Regions from separate parts of the Gasterosteus aculeatus genome. Here region 1 is linked to region 2. A link is a contact called in public Hi-C data. All regions are on one chromosome and are shown on one strand. Each heading gives the region's core, a stretch centred on a gene start, on an enhancer-like site or on the middle of the called end of the contact. The rest is flanking DNA. Distances are from core to core; before and after follow the strand shown.

Region 1 (6,481 bases), core at 2,228-4,727, 40 kb before region 2:
AGTTAGCAACTAGTGGTTAGGAGCTTAGCTTAAAAACACTACGGAAAAGGCTGTTTTGTTACTTCTTATCTCATTCTCTCTCCATATTTTCCCAACCAGTCAAGGAATTGAAGCTAGCACTTTTGATAGTAGCTTGATTGTAGTCTTACTTCTATAACCTTCAGGCTACATCTGCGGTGGTGCTGGATGGTTTCTTTGTTATAAGCTGCAGGGCAAGTCTAAAAAAAAAAAATGATGCCCGCTCTTTTAATTTTAAAATGTGCTGCACAAAAAAATGGATGTATTTCCAAATAAAAGGAAAAGTGATCAAAAAAATACCGTAAGCTATAATTTCTTACACAGGATCCCAACATGTGAATGTACACCTCCTCCACAGATACAGTATAAGAGTGACAACCTCACTAACTCAGAACTTGTCTGAACATCTCCGGATCATTACCATAGGAATCCTTATTCAAGTGGAACGTTAATGAGTTGCATTTAATTCTCAAGTGCCAAACGCATAACATATCATATTGTAATTACCTGTCAAGCGTTTGACCCCACGATTTTTGACGTTTTGTCTCCATCCCACACATTTAATTAACTCACTTCACTGTAACCAGTTAAGCTCTTTTTTGACCACACTAGCAATCACAACAACAATCACTCCCTGTGAAATAACTCCAGATTCGTTCAATGTAGTAAAACAATCTTGGATCAATCTTGGATTTGCAGACTCTACTTTGAAGGTCTAAGAACAACTTTGTGTGTTCGTGATTGTCATGTTTAGGCAAAACCGTGACAGGGATGCATGCTTTGACTGCAAAGATTGAGCTCTTAACAAAAGATGCATAAATCTTCCTGCAGGTTTACGTCATAGATTTAGAGCAGAAAGCAATTCTGAACCCTAGCATTGATTTTCTACTAGCATTATCAACACGAATAACATTGTGAAATATGTTTGCGTCATCACGCACATATTTAATGCCACAAGACGCCGATGAGCTTTGAAAAGAAGCATTGAGAAGAAATCACACAAAACTTATTAAACTTAAATTGAAAACATAAATCTCTGTAAAAAGCAAGTAATAAACCAGCCAGTGAAACCAGTAGCACGCAAACCGCATTCACAGAGTGTGCACAACAGCCTTTGGTGAATGTACTTAACAGTATGACAGTTAATAAAGATAGAGAGAGACAGGCCTGTCTAGTCTCTCTGTCTGGCAACATTGGTCCTTCATTATTCATGAGGAGGCTGTGGGGTCTGACCCCTGTGGCTTTTTCAAATTGAATTAGACAATTGTTGGCCCCCAAAGACCAGAGACCCCCAAGAGGAAGATTTGCTTCATGACCCTGGTAACACTGGGACTTTACAGAAAGAGATGCTGCTGCACGGCATGCATTAAAAGAAAATAAAACATTGAGGATCAACATAAAAAAAACATATCAATTATACAATAAAAAAGTGTAAATGGTGTAACAGGAAAACATCTGGTGGCCCTGGTTCACTGAGGCACCGGTGAGGGTGTCATGGCAGACCTCTGGCATCCTCACCTCAGGCCGTTACTCTGTCGGTTAGTGTGGAGCTCACCGACCTGACGAAAGCAGCAAGTCCTCCATTGTACTTATTATTAGCCAACGGCTTCATGTTCTCTGCGGGACGCAAAGGCTGCTCCTTGACACTTTGTTTCTTCAACATGACCATGCCTTTTTCGTAGCCTAAATACCTGCACGTATATTTCGGAAAAATAGAAGCTTAACAGCATTAGGGAGGGATGAGGCCCTCTTACTTCACGTTGTCTTTAGCCCCTATTTCCTGTGGTGTCCCTCTAGGTTCAACACTTGGTCCCCATCTTTTTGAAACTTTATGAAAAGCTTGTGAGGATGTACTATGACAAAAATCCTATTCAGTCTTAGTTAGGTGTTATGTGAAATATCCATGCGAGTCACCACAAATTTAACACTTACTCATTTGTCATTCAAAACATGTCAGGATGAATATTTTTTCCAAAACTAATGACTAAAACCAAGCGTGAATATTTCAAAATGGCATGACTTTGTCATCGTAAGATACTCCCTTTTTGACATTTCCACATATTCCATGTCAGACATCAAAAAAGGAGGGATTAGGCATGCCAGAAACAGAGTGACATTTCAAAGCTGGCCTGAAGTGGTCTGGTGGTAGATTCATCACTGTCAACACCATGAAGCTCTCATCAAAGCATCTGAAGAAAAACGATGCTCGCTAATCATGTCAACACACTGATATGTCATCCATTTAAAAATCACATTTCTAGTTTAAAACATCACCCTCTTGTAATTATTCCTCATCTGTGTGACCTTATGTTTAGTGTTTGCAATATCTATTTTTAATATTGATGTGTTTTTATCGCGATGGTTTTCATGATTCAGGGTTGTAAATAGTTGCCAAGCTGTAACTTATAGTAAAATGTGTTTAGCTCTTAATTTGATTTCACAGGTTGTATTAATTGAAACACGTAGCCACAAGTGCAGAAAAACCGCGATCATCTTTTTGTAAACAACTTGCTATTGTAGAACTATAAATAAGTAATAACTGGCAATAAGTGGCAGCTCTCTGGTGCATGTGTTTTGACTTCACGTGTTGTCTATAACAGCAGCTTGGACATTGATTCACACTCTTTTTTGTCAGACTTTATGTGATTTACTGTTAAAAAGCTATAATAAAATTAACCAATTATCACATTCTCATTTGTGCTGTTAGTCCTCGCTGCAGGGCTGAGTGTTGACCCTGTCAAAGAAAAAAATGGAATTTGCAAAACAAATGATTTGTGCTCGGTTCTGAGGCTGAATATACAAATTTTGGAGGCACAAACCTCCAAAAAGGAGGGTTCAATGTTTCATTGATGGATCTGATTTGGGTTTGTTTGATCACACCAACTGAGCAAAAAACAACATGCAGATTAATTTGCAACCAACAAGACACGAATGGCAAAAATAAAATACATTTCACACACAAACCCAGTTGCACCCCTAAAAGTGGTGATGGTGGACAACATACCCTTGTCTTTGTTGTACACACTCTTATCACGAAAGAGTGTGAATACATGGCAGGAATGGGAACAAAAGAAAATAAATGCCTTATTAAAACAATAAAATCTTTGGCTCAAATGAATAGGAATAAAATAAAACATATTCTGACAATGATGATGGGGGATTGACTAAAACAGCAGCGGTTAAAAATGCTTTGATGTTTTATGTAAAGTGCACGGCAGAGGTGCGGTATTTATACTTGGGTGATAAATTGTCTGATAAAAGAGAAGTCATGTATGAAGGGTTCTGACTGTCCCTTTTAACTGCTCTTCCTCCGTTTGACTGATCTAGTTTTGACATGTTGCAATGTCCCTCCCTCCTTCTCTCTCCCTCCCTCCCTCCCTCTCTCTCTCCCTCTCTCAAAGAATGTGACTCCCATTGCTGAGTCCAGGGCTGGTTAATTGCTGGGAGTGAATAAGTCATAGATGGCAGCAGCAGGCCCTTGGGGTGTAACTCGTTTTCACCCTCCCTCGGCCTCTCCGCCCTCCTCAGGTTTTCAACGTTCGCCGGCGCGGCTCGTTTTTGGGATTCGTCTGGCGTAGCTGTGACACTAACTTGTCATCTCTGCTAATGAAACAGATAAACTCAAATCACAGCGGTGTAAAAAACGGCACGCATGAACAGATTCAGTCACGAGCGGACATACTTTTGATTAAACGTTTGCAAAAACACTCCCCAGGGTTTGACGTTCATAAAAATGAATTAATAACCTGCATTAGTTCAATTTCAAATGAGTGAATGAAAACAATGGAAAAGTTTTCATGGCAACAGAAGAATTTCTTCAGGTCTTGAACTGTTGTTTTTTTTCCAACATATCAGGTAATGGTCTCATCCCGGTGTAACAACGTCTATTGGTATGAATGTCAAATGTCCCAAGTGGCTCACAGTCACATCATTATTATTAATAACTAGCAATACTCCAATAAAATTGTAAAAAAAAAAAGTGAAAAAATTGTGATAATCCAGATACAAAATATTTGTGGGAGATATTTTTTTAATATATCGAAACAGGGTTAAAATGAGATTTTTTAGTTTTCTATTTCCTCTTTAATTCTTACAACAACCATCTCTTTTGAGCCTCCCTGCACCTGACCTACCCGAAGCCTTTTTACATACAACTGTGTGTTTACATACAACATACATCGTTAACATCTTCACAAATTCAACTCGTCACTGGCAACCCTTCCCAGTCAATCGGCGCTCTCTGTTCAGTGAGTCATGCAGGCCGGCAGCGCTCCTCCTGTTTCCCCTCAGGGGCCGGTCTGCCAATCACTCAGATAGATAAGGAGGCTCAGGCCGATGGGATTATCGCAGAGATCCAACTTATGGTAAATATCTCCCGACTACACACGGCATGTCAGTCTGTGCTCCTCTGCAGCACCCGGGTCACGCGGCGGCTTGAAAGCCCAACTGAACTCACGACAGTGGCCCGAGTACATTCATTTATTCCTTCACAGAACGTGTTCACTTCTGCAAAAGCGACATGAGAAATAATGCTTGAAATCGGACTCTTGTGCGCTTTATTTCTCACAGCACATGTCGTGTACACCTTCAGAGAATGAGCCCGACATCCACGTGTTAGTGAAATAGGTATTCAACAGGCCATTTAGCTGTAACTTAAGCAACGTTTGGAGTGCCTTGGTCTTTGTTAACCCTACACTCTCCTGCTTCGGGGCTGTTTCTTTTGTGATGCCTATTATGTTGTTTGTTGTAAACAAAAGCTTAAAGGGATTCTATCAAGCCGCGGTGCATTTGTTTGGAACCGCTGATTGGATGTGACATTAAAGAAGAAGAGAAAAGAGTTCAGATCATCTCCTGAGAAGAATAAATGTGTCAGGTTCTCACTTATAGTCTTTATTTGATTCTCTGATTAAAACAAAATGGGCGAACACTCTTTCTTTAAACTCACTTCACTTTGAGTTTTGGACAGACGGAACTTTTGCAAATGCAAACCTAAAACAGTGACAATCCAAACTGTGTAAAAGAGACAATTGTTTTCTTGACTGCTGTAGTCTTTCTTGTGGTTTCATCTTCTTTGATTTTCAAATAACGTATTAAAATTTTGACGCAATCCTTAACAGATGAGCATTCACTCATGAGAGGCCACGCGTGGAAACAAAGAAAGTGACTGATTTCTTGTTTTGTTTTGGAATGAATTATGCACAAAGGTAGCGTAACACACAAAAGACAGACTTTTTTTCTTTCCAGCCGTTACGTCACCACCAGAAGTCCAGAAGAGTGTTACAAACACAGAGAGACGCACACGTTCTCAGCAAAATCAGTCTTAAACACACACATACTAAATCGTAGCTGCTGACCGTGCAGATAATGGGACGTGACTCGAAAGTTTTGTATCTGCTTCAAATAAATCTCCTTCCTTTGGCCAAATCATTTAGCAGGTCACAGGGGAATGGAAAGATGATTAAGAGCTAAATATAGCAATAGGGTGCCATGAAAGGAATTTATTCAAAGATGCAATAATTGATGTTAAAATCAAGCAAAGTATCAACATCATTGCTCTTCCTTTTAAATCAGCTGCATGGAATTTAAAGTCATGAAAACAAAGTGAACGTTCAGTTCACAGCGTCAACTATTTACGCTGCAGTTCAAATTAGCAACACATGACCGTAGTTATGAAATCGCGTCGTGTGTTTTTCTAATTCAAACCGAAGAAGAAGATGAATAATCATTAGCACGCAGCTTCGGGGCACCTTCGAGTTCCGTGTTTTTGCCTCTGAGCGCTGAGAGAAAGTAATGTGGAAGAAGAGCTAATAAGCTGCAGCTTGTGGCGCTATCAGGCGGAGTGAAAGCAGGTCGCTTGGGCGTCGGCCTCGGACATTTTGATTTATTCTCTTTTCCCGGACTGTGGAAAACACTTCTTCTTGTTTGTGAGAGTAAATGTACCTTTGGCAGGTTGTTATAGGGATACAAGAATGAATGTGGTCTCCACATTGCCTTTTGTATTAGAGAGACTTCCATCCCAACCCTCCCATCACACACACACACACACACACACACACACACACACACACACACACACACAGGTAAGTCAAAATATCAGTCGAATGCCTCCGTAATTATAGGAGATGGTGATCTTTGTGACCTCACCACACCCGACACTTAGCATGGCATGTTGTCTGCGTATAGCAGCCCTGCCCAACATGTATACATGACAATAGAGAGGGTCACAAAGCCAGCAGAGAGGGTCAGCGCGCGTGTGTGTGTGTGTGTGTGTGTGTGTGTGTGTGTGTGTGTGTGTGTGTGTGTTGTGAAAGAGAGAGAAGTCATTTCTCTCATTTTTTTCTCAGGTTTTTATTTCATTCTTGTTAAGTGCCTACGATTAATAACAGTAAATATTGAGACGGAGACTAAGCTGTTATCCTCATCTGTTTATTCGTTAAATCCTTTTGAAGGGTCACAATAAATG
Region 2 (6,829 bases), core at 1,056-3,555:
AATCAGAATTGGGTCCGTCTTTGAAGCGTCAGACATTGACTTTGCCAAAGGGAAACTTCCTGTGGATGAAGAGTCTCTCAGCACCTACTTGCGTGTTTGTGTTCATCTCCCCAGAAGCCTTTCTAAACGTGTGGGAGGACACCTGTTGGCTCCGTGGAGGATTCTATTCCTTGCAGGCGTGCTCGTGGGCAGACATTTTCAAAATTACAGTTCTTAGTATATACATGTTAGAAAAAAAGACAACATTGAATTACGATTGCTATGTGTTGTTTTTTTTTGTCAGAGCGAACTCAAGTCGCATAGTTGCAGAGAACCTGATGGGGAGGTTATGAGGCTCAGGAATGCGTCTTGGGGTTTTTTTTTTTTCCCCAAAGGGTTCGGTTCAGTTTATTGGTGTTCTTAATTTAACAAAATAATCTAATATACTGCACAAAAAAAATTCTAAGCAGGTTAACAAAAACTATTGATTTTATGACTGATGTTTACATATGTAAAGTATTTGCACAGTATATATATAAAAAATAATTATTAATTATTAAAAATAAATTATTTGACCACTTCAAGAAGGCCTCTTAAACTGTCATTCCTGTCTTATAATAATAATAATAATTTATAATAACAATCCAATGAAAACAATACATGATTATTATTATAATTAATTTATATTAATATTGTTAATTTCGCTATGTAATCAGCACAATGAAGTAGTAGAATAATGACTGCATAGCACTTCATTTGACTGAATCCTCAGTGTTGCTAACTAACTTCTTAGAAAATCATTACAATGTCAAGTTATTGCAACTCTGATTGAGATGCATGATTACAATGATAGGCCCTCAAATAAAGCAGTGACATTGTGATGTTGGTGTTTCACAGTGGTGGCTAAATGCTCCTTTCAAACCGCAACAAGCTCGAGGGGTTTTGGCAGCATCATTCTCTCCAAAAAAAAAACTCCGAAGCTCAAAGGATCTCAACAAACAACTCTTTCTTCACCTCATTTACATTTTTGGTGGAGCTTTTCTAAAACAAGGCTGCTTTGAAGCTCTGATATGCATCAAAACTGAGAGAACAAAAGATGTTCGTTTTACTCTTTTCCATTTATTCATAACGACCCAACTGTCCATTATGTTGGTACCTTTCAGTCCATTTTACACCTCCTTCCTGAACAGAACGTCCGTGCATCATTCGGACTCATTTTATTGATGGCTTTGGTGTCATTTGACAAATTTTAAATGTCAGATTATAATTTTCGGAGATAAATGGGACAGATCTTGGTATTTTATAGGGCCTGTGGCGATCGGCCGTGCGTGGGAACAACAGGACGTGGACGTGGGCTGCTGAGGATTACCCTTCTTCTTTTTCTAAGTGTTGGTCACTCGCTGTGATGCGAAGCAGAAGTGAAATGCGCGCTGATTAAATGCTGCTTTACGTGGGTGAGCGCGGGGCGACCTCCTGAAGGGATTCAGTCACGCTTGCTTGGCCTGACGGTGATGTTTGGAACAATTCTGATGCTCAGCAAGTCGTTTTAATAACAGTCGTCTGCGGTTCAGCTGCTGCCAGGTGTAAAGATTAGATGGAGCCATGCTGGGATCCTTCTGCTCAGTGATTTCTAAATTGGTTTGCCACACCGATGTCCACATAATAAGGTGCATTAAATGAAATGATGCCATGCACAATAAATCACATTAAAGCCCCAAATCGCCGGAAAAACCCAAACACCAAATAGGTATATTGTATGTAGGTTTTGTTCATATACTGTAAAATGATGCATTATTTTATCTTATCTATTAAGTATTAAAGCAGGCGATACGTGCATCACTCGGCGGTAGCCTACTGCATTAAATCCTTCATGATATCGGTCTGTTCTACGCAGCAGGACACTGTTACAGTTTAATAAAATAAATAATACATCTGCGATGGTCATCTTGTTGAAAGAGAAATAAATTTCCAGTTCTGTTTCAAATACATCACTGATTTATAATAAATTTGCCTCAAGCCAAATTACTTACTACGTTTCTGAGTGAATTAAGCCACGGCCATATGACATTAATCACCGGTTATTCAAAAGCTGCGGTACCGCAGACAGGTGACTATTGGTGGGAAGCAGTAAAACAAACACCGCCCCGGCGAGCGAATAAAACCCCACGCAGGTCGGCTGTAAGAGGGAAGAACTCACCCTCCAGTCTATCCTCTCCAGCACGGACATCTCCACGGCTCGAGGCGGCGCAGCGATCCCACCGACACGCAGCGAATGAGTGAAAGCGCGAGAGGTTCCCGTGGCCGACTTCACCTGACAGCCGCGAAGTGCGCATGCGCCCGCCCGGGGTAACACACCTGAGTGGGATCGAAGAAGCCATCTGTAGTTCCTCGGCGGAGACACGCAATGGACGCGTTTTGTCTAAATCAACGTGCATATTAACATTGATAAGATGGGAAGAAAAAAAATTAATATCTCTTTATATTTGCAAATAAAGTAAGCAGGACCTATCAGATGGCAAAGATACTTGTTTTTTTTTAAATGTAATAATTATCTGATATTGTTGAGAGAAAAAAGAAACAATGTCATAGAGGGTAAAAGGTAAGAAAAGGTGAAAATAAGACGTGGGGAAATTTCAAGATGAGGTAATCCCCCCCAAAAGCCACGTCGCCTCAGGCTGACCAAAAGAATCTGCTTTCAAAAGCCTCTGAAGCTTTTTAAGGCCTAAAATGGCTGTTGTTATCTGATCCCCTAAATACTTTGGCTTAAACTAATGAACACATCAAAGTGTTTTTCGCTACGTGGTTTAAAATGTAGCTTACATTTCTTGTTCTAAGAAAAATAATCGTACCTTCCCGATCCGCCAGACACCTTAAGTCGCATCAAACAATACCGTTTGAGCAGTAGGTAAATATAATAAAACAAGATCGTGCGTGTCTCATGCCTATATTCTGATTTACATATTTTAATTCCTATATCTTAATATCTACAGATCAATTCATTTCAAATGGTCAGCTGGATTGTTAGTTTATTGTGAAAAACATGGTCGGACAATCCAACTGCATGTGTTACAGGGATATGATTTACAGCTTAATTTACATTATAAATGATATTTTAGTGCTCCCAAAATTATTATGCCACAAATGATGACAAAGCTAATGATGTGCTTTTGAAATAAAATGCTACTGAAATATATGCAACAAAAGAAAGATAATGTTAGAGTTAGAATGTTAGTCTTTGGTCCCGCGCAGACATGGACTTTCTTTGTTGACTCACAATTAATAAAAAAAAAGTTCTTACGTGAGCTTATGTGGTTGTTATTATGAATGCATATTTTTTCAAGAAATCACCTAATGATGAATGCGCAGAAAGAAAAAAAAAAAATATATATATATATCAACAAAAACTATTTAAAAAAATGTCATCATGCTGCTGGATGGGTACGAAGTATTTATTTAAATGTTTAGCCACACTGATTGGAATATTTATGGTGTAAGTTGCATGTAATGACAAGCAGGCAGGCTGCCCCTGTTAATTCACCCTGCGACCCCAGTTCAAGGCTTTTCATAGCAGCGTGTGAAAAACACTCTGCTGCCGCCTAGCGGCGGCGTCATCACATTGCCACGCAGCTGAACGTAAACGGAGATTTTACTTCTGGATTATTTAAACATGGTCAAATATTTTATAGATTTCTATAATTATGACTAGATTCTAAACTTAACGTCATGTCACGAATGTCATGCTTTAGTTCCTGAGAATTTTAAGGGATTTGCCACTTTCACCGAAAGCAGAGGTTTGTTCCTCCATGTTCCTCGGTGAGCAGAAGCTGATCTATTGCTTTATTGGAGAACATGCACAATAGTACACACTACGCGTGACTGCAAACGATGTCTGCTTTAGTACTATTAAAGTAGAGTCAGACGCTGCCATTTGGGTGCGCTGAACAACACTGAACTTCATAGCCGCGGCCTTCCTGCTTGTAAACACATTCAGGCCGCTGTACTTAATAAAACTCAAGTGTTTTTGGGTGTGAATTTCCCGTCAAAGGCAAAGCGGGGAATTGTTACATCGCTCTTGAAATAATATGAAATCAAAATCTCAACTGGACTCAATATAAATTTATTTTTTGGCATTTACTTGTTACATTCAAAGAAAGAAAACAAACAATCCAACTGAAAACCAGAGGAACAAATTCTGAATGTCCTCAAAAAGACAACTGTTAAAATGTAATGATTCAATATATTTAGTTGTTAAACTGAAAGCCAACATATATTTAAATATGTTCATGTCAATGGTCTTCCTTTTAAAAGAAAAGTTTGCTGATGATTCTAAAGTATAAGAAACATCTGTTATGCAATACATAAGAATGTTTGTATTTATTCTGCTGAGGGCAATATTCTGTTGATTCATGAGCTTTAGAAGCTTCAGCAAGTCCAGCAGATTAAGTCAATAGTCCATAACAATCGTTCACTTGGTGATACAAGCACCACATTTGGTATGATTAATGCCCAAATACGACTCTTTCAGAAAGGCCCGGTATCCACTCCTAGATGGCGGCCATTTTTCAAGATGGCCGTTGCCAAAAAAGGTAATAATGGTGTTTCAGTGTAGAACTAGAATGGCTTGACATATTTTGTTGATCTAGACATTAAAATGTATGCATTTTGACACAAGAAATTCAATGGTGCCAAGGAAAATTCAATGTGGCTGCCATTTTTCAAGATAAAGGTCATTTCTTTTTATTAATTGCTCTTTTTGTTAGTCTGCAGCTTCCTTTTCTTTCACACGTTCACCGGCTGTAATGTTGTATCAGCCTTTTGTGGTAGGAGGCAAATAGACTGCATGGCAAACCTGGGAACCTCAGCCAATACCCACCAGTCACACATGATGCAGACGTCAGCTGCAAGTTTTTTGTAACAATGGACGACAAGAACAGCACTGCTGATGGGGTTGATGATGCCAGACTGGACCCATTTGCTCGGAAGCAGAAATTCAGAGTTAATCAAAATTGGATAACCCAATTACATATATATAACCGCATCTGCTGGTGGCCATCTTGGAAAATAGCGGCCATATTGTTTTTTCCATTTTTCAAAAATATAGGTCTCGAAAATTTCTACCAAAATTGATGCTTGTATTACAAAGTCAAAGATTTTTTCGCTAATCTGTGTGGCTGTTAATAACCAAGATGCTTCCAAATGTCGTCATGTTGCTAAACAAATTAAACCTTTTTTTTTTAAAGAAAATAAACAAGCATGGCGATGAAAATATATCACATTGTTCTGTGTTAAATAGTATAACAAGGGTGACCAAGCTAACACTGGGTGAGCTAAAAAAAAAAAAACCTGAAGACCAAATAACAGAAAAAAATGCTTTAAAGATGTAGAGATTCTACTTTATTTTGCCTTAACGGAATATTAAAATTGAGAAGCCCCTGATGAAGGAATCCCTTAAAAAACTATGCACTCTGGCCACAAGGAGACAGCAGAGTGACAGAGATTAAAAAAAATGTCACCTGGCATCAATTCTCAGAGCCCCTCTGACTGGGGACATGGAGAGGTTGGGGAATACACAGGAGTGAAGTTACAAAACAAAAGAGGCTAAAGAGCTCGGGGAGCCATTAACAAAATATCGACAACACACAAACACTGAGCTACAGGGGACTGAAGAGACATATTGGGACCCAGTTTTCACACGTGTGTGTGTTGAGGGACGGGAATGTAGGACTAGCTTCGTCATTAATGGGTTTTTTTTATTTCTGGAGCAATCTTTGCTATGAGCGATGGTTCCTAGAAGTGATACGGGGTGTGCGTGACCCAGTTGGAGGTCTGGTCTTTGGTGCGCTTGGCAGAGCTGTGGGTGGTGAACAGGGATTTGAAGACCTCAGACTTCTCTGTCATTTCCTGATAGGACCTTTTGCTGTTGGAAGACATGGAAGACTTGCTGCCTTGAGAGGAAATGGAGGATCCAGAGGGTCCGGCCACAGCTAGGTGGGGAAAGAGAAAAAAAGAAAAGCTTAAAATAAGGGAATATTCTACTACTTTCTCTGTTCTAAAACATATTTACAATTGCTATTCACCTAGTTCTGTAATAAACACATTTCTCCAATGGAGTGGTGTTCATTCACTGACAAATGACATCGCTTGGTCTCAAATTGTGCACCCTAAAGTCCACTTTGTGTGTCTTTATTTGTGTGCTTAGCTACCTGACTGGCTGCTTTCACCAGCATTCTGCTCTGAGCTCCCCGTCAGGCCCACTTCTTCAGTTTGTGTGTCCTCTGGGGGAAGAAACAAGAGGCAGTTTGATAACTTCATTTGACGTTTTATTTAAGTAGTAAATTAGCTAGGATTTCAGAAACTGTATAAATAGTAAGAGTTAAACACATGATACGGAATTTCAAAAGGTTGCGTAGAAGCTCTCTCATTCAAGGTGAATTAAACAATAAAATAGATTTAAAAACAATGAAACTGGGATCTATGTCAGTAGACATGTGGAGATGATAGGTGGTAATAATTGACTGTTTTCCAATGTTCCATCTAATAAGCCTTGCCTAGCCTCCTTGGACTGTGGGAGGAAGCCGGAGAACCCGGAGAGAACCCACGCAGACACGGGGGGAACATGCCGACTCCCCCGCATGTTCACTGGGCGGAGGCGAACCCAGGACATTCTTGCTGTGAGGCGACAGTGCTAACCACCTCGACACCGTGCCGCCCTCAAAAGCGGCAGTTCGCCCTTTTGAAATAGTTTCATCAAAAAACGTTTGATTTGTGCAACAGATATAAACATCAAGGGTCTTTCAGCAACATCCTGTTCACTGGGGAGGATGAGAACCACGTGCGGCTCTGAAGAACT

What was found. A called contact is a pair of places that touch in the nucleus more often than the background predicts.
Region 1: a contact with region 2 is called in a Hi-C map of skeletal muscle, with 2.7 times the contacts expected there. The contact joins the enhancer-like site here to the promoter of tfap2c in region 2. A contact is called at or near these places in 4 of 6 Hi-C or Micro-C datasets (blood and trunk muscle, skeletal muscle, tail fin and 1 more).

The regions. Positions count from the first base shown.
Region 1 is chr17:5,125,222-5,131,702 of fGasAcu3.hap1.1, reverse strand. All of the region lies in intron 1 of LOC144389000 (a long non-coding RNA gene), which reads right to left. Among protein-coding and RNA genes, the nearest start is that of LOC144389000, 6.6 kb to the right of the region's middle. Within about 2 kb of position 3,477, at least 2 of the 9 cell types and tissues checked have open chromatin away from gene starts, as enhancers often do.
Region 2 is chr17:5,083,264-5,090,092 of fGasAcu3.hap1.1, reverse strand. It overlaps tfap2c (transcription factor AP-2 gamma (activating enhancer binding protein 2 gamma)), which reads right to left and starts at 2,305. Exons shown (of 8, transcript XM_078092948.1): 1 at 2,177-2,305. The coding sequence starts at 2,206. rtf2 (replication termination factor 2) reads right to left here. Exons shown (of 9, transcript XM_040203669.2): 8 at 6,183-6,254; 9 at 4,081-5,963. The coding sequence ends at 5,767.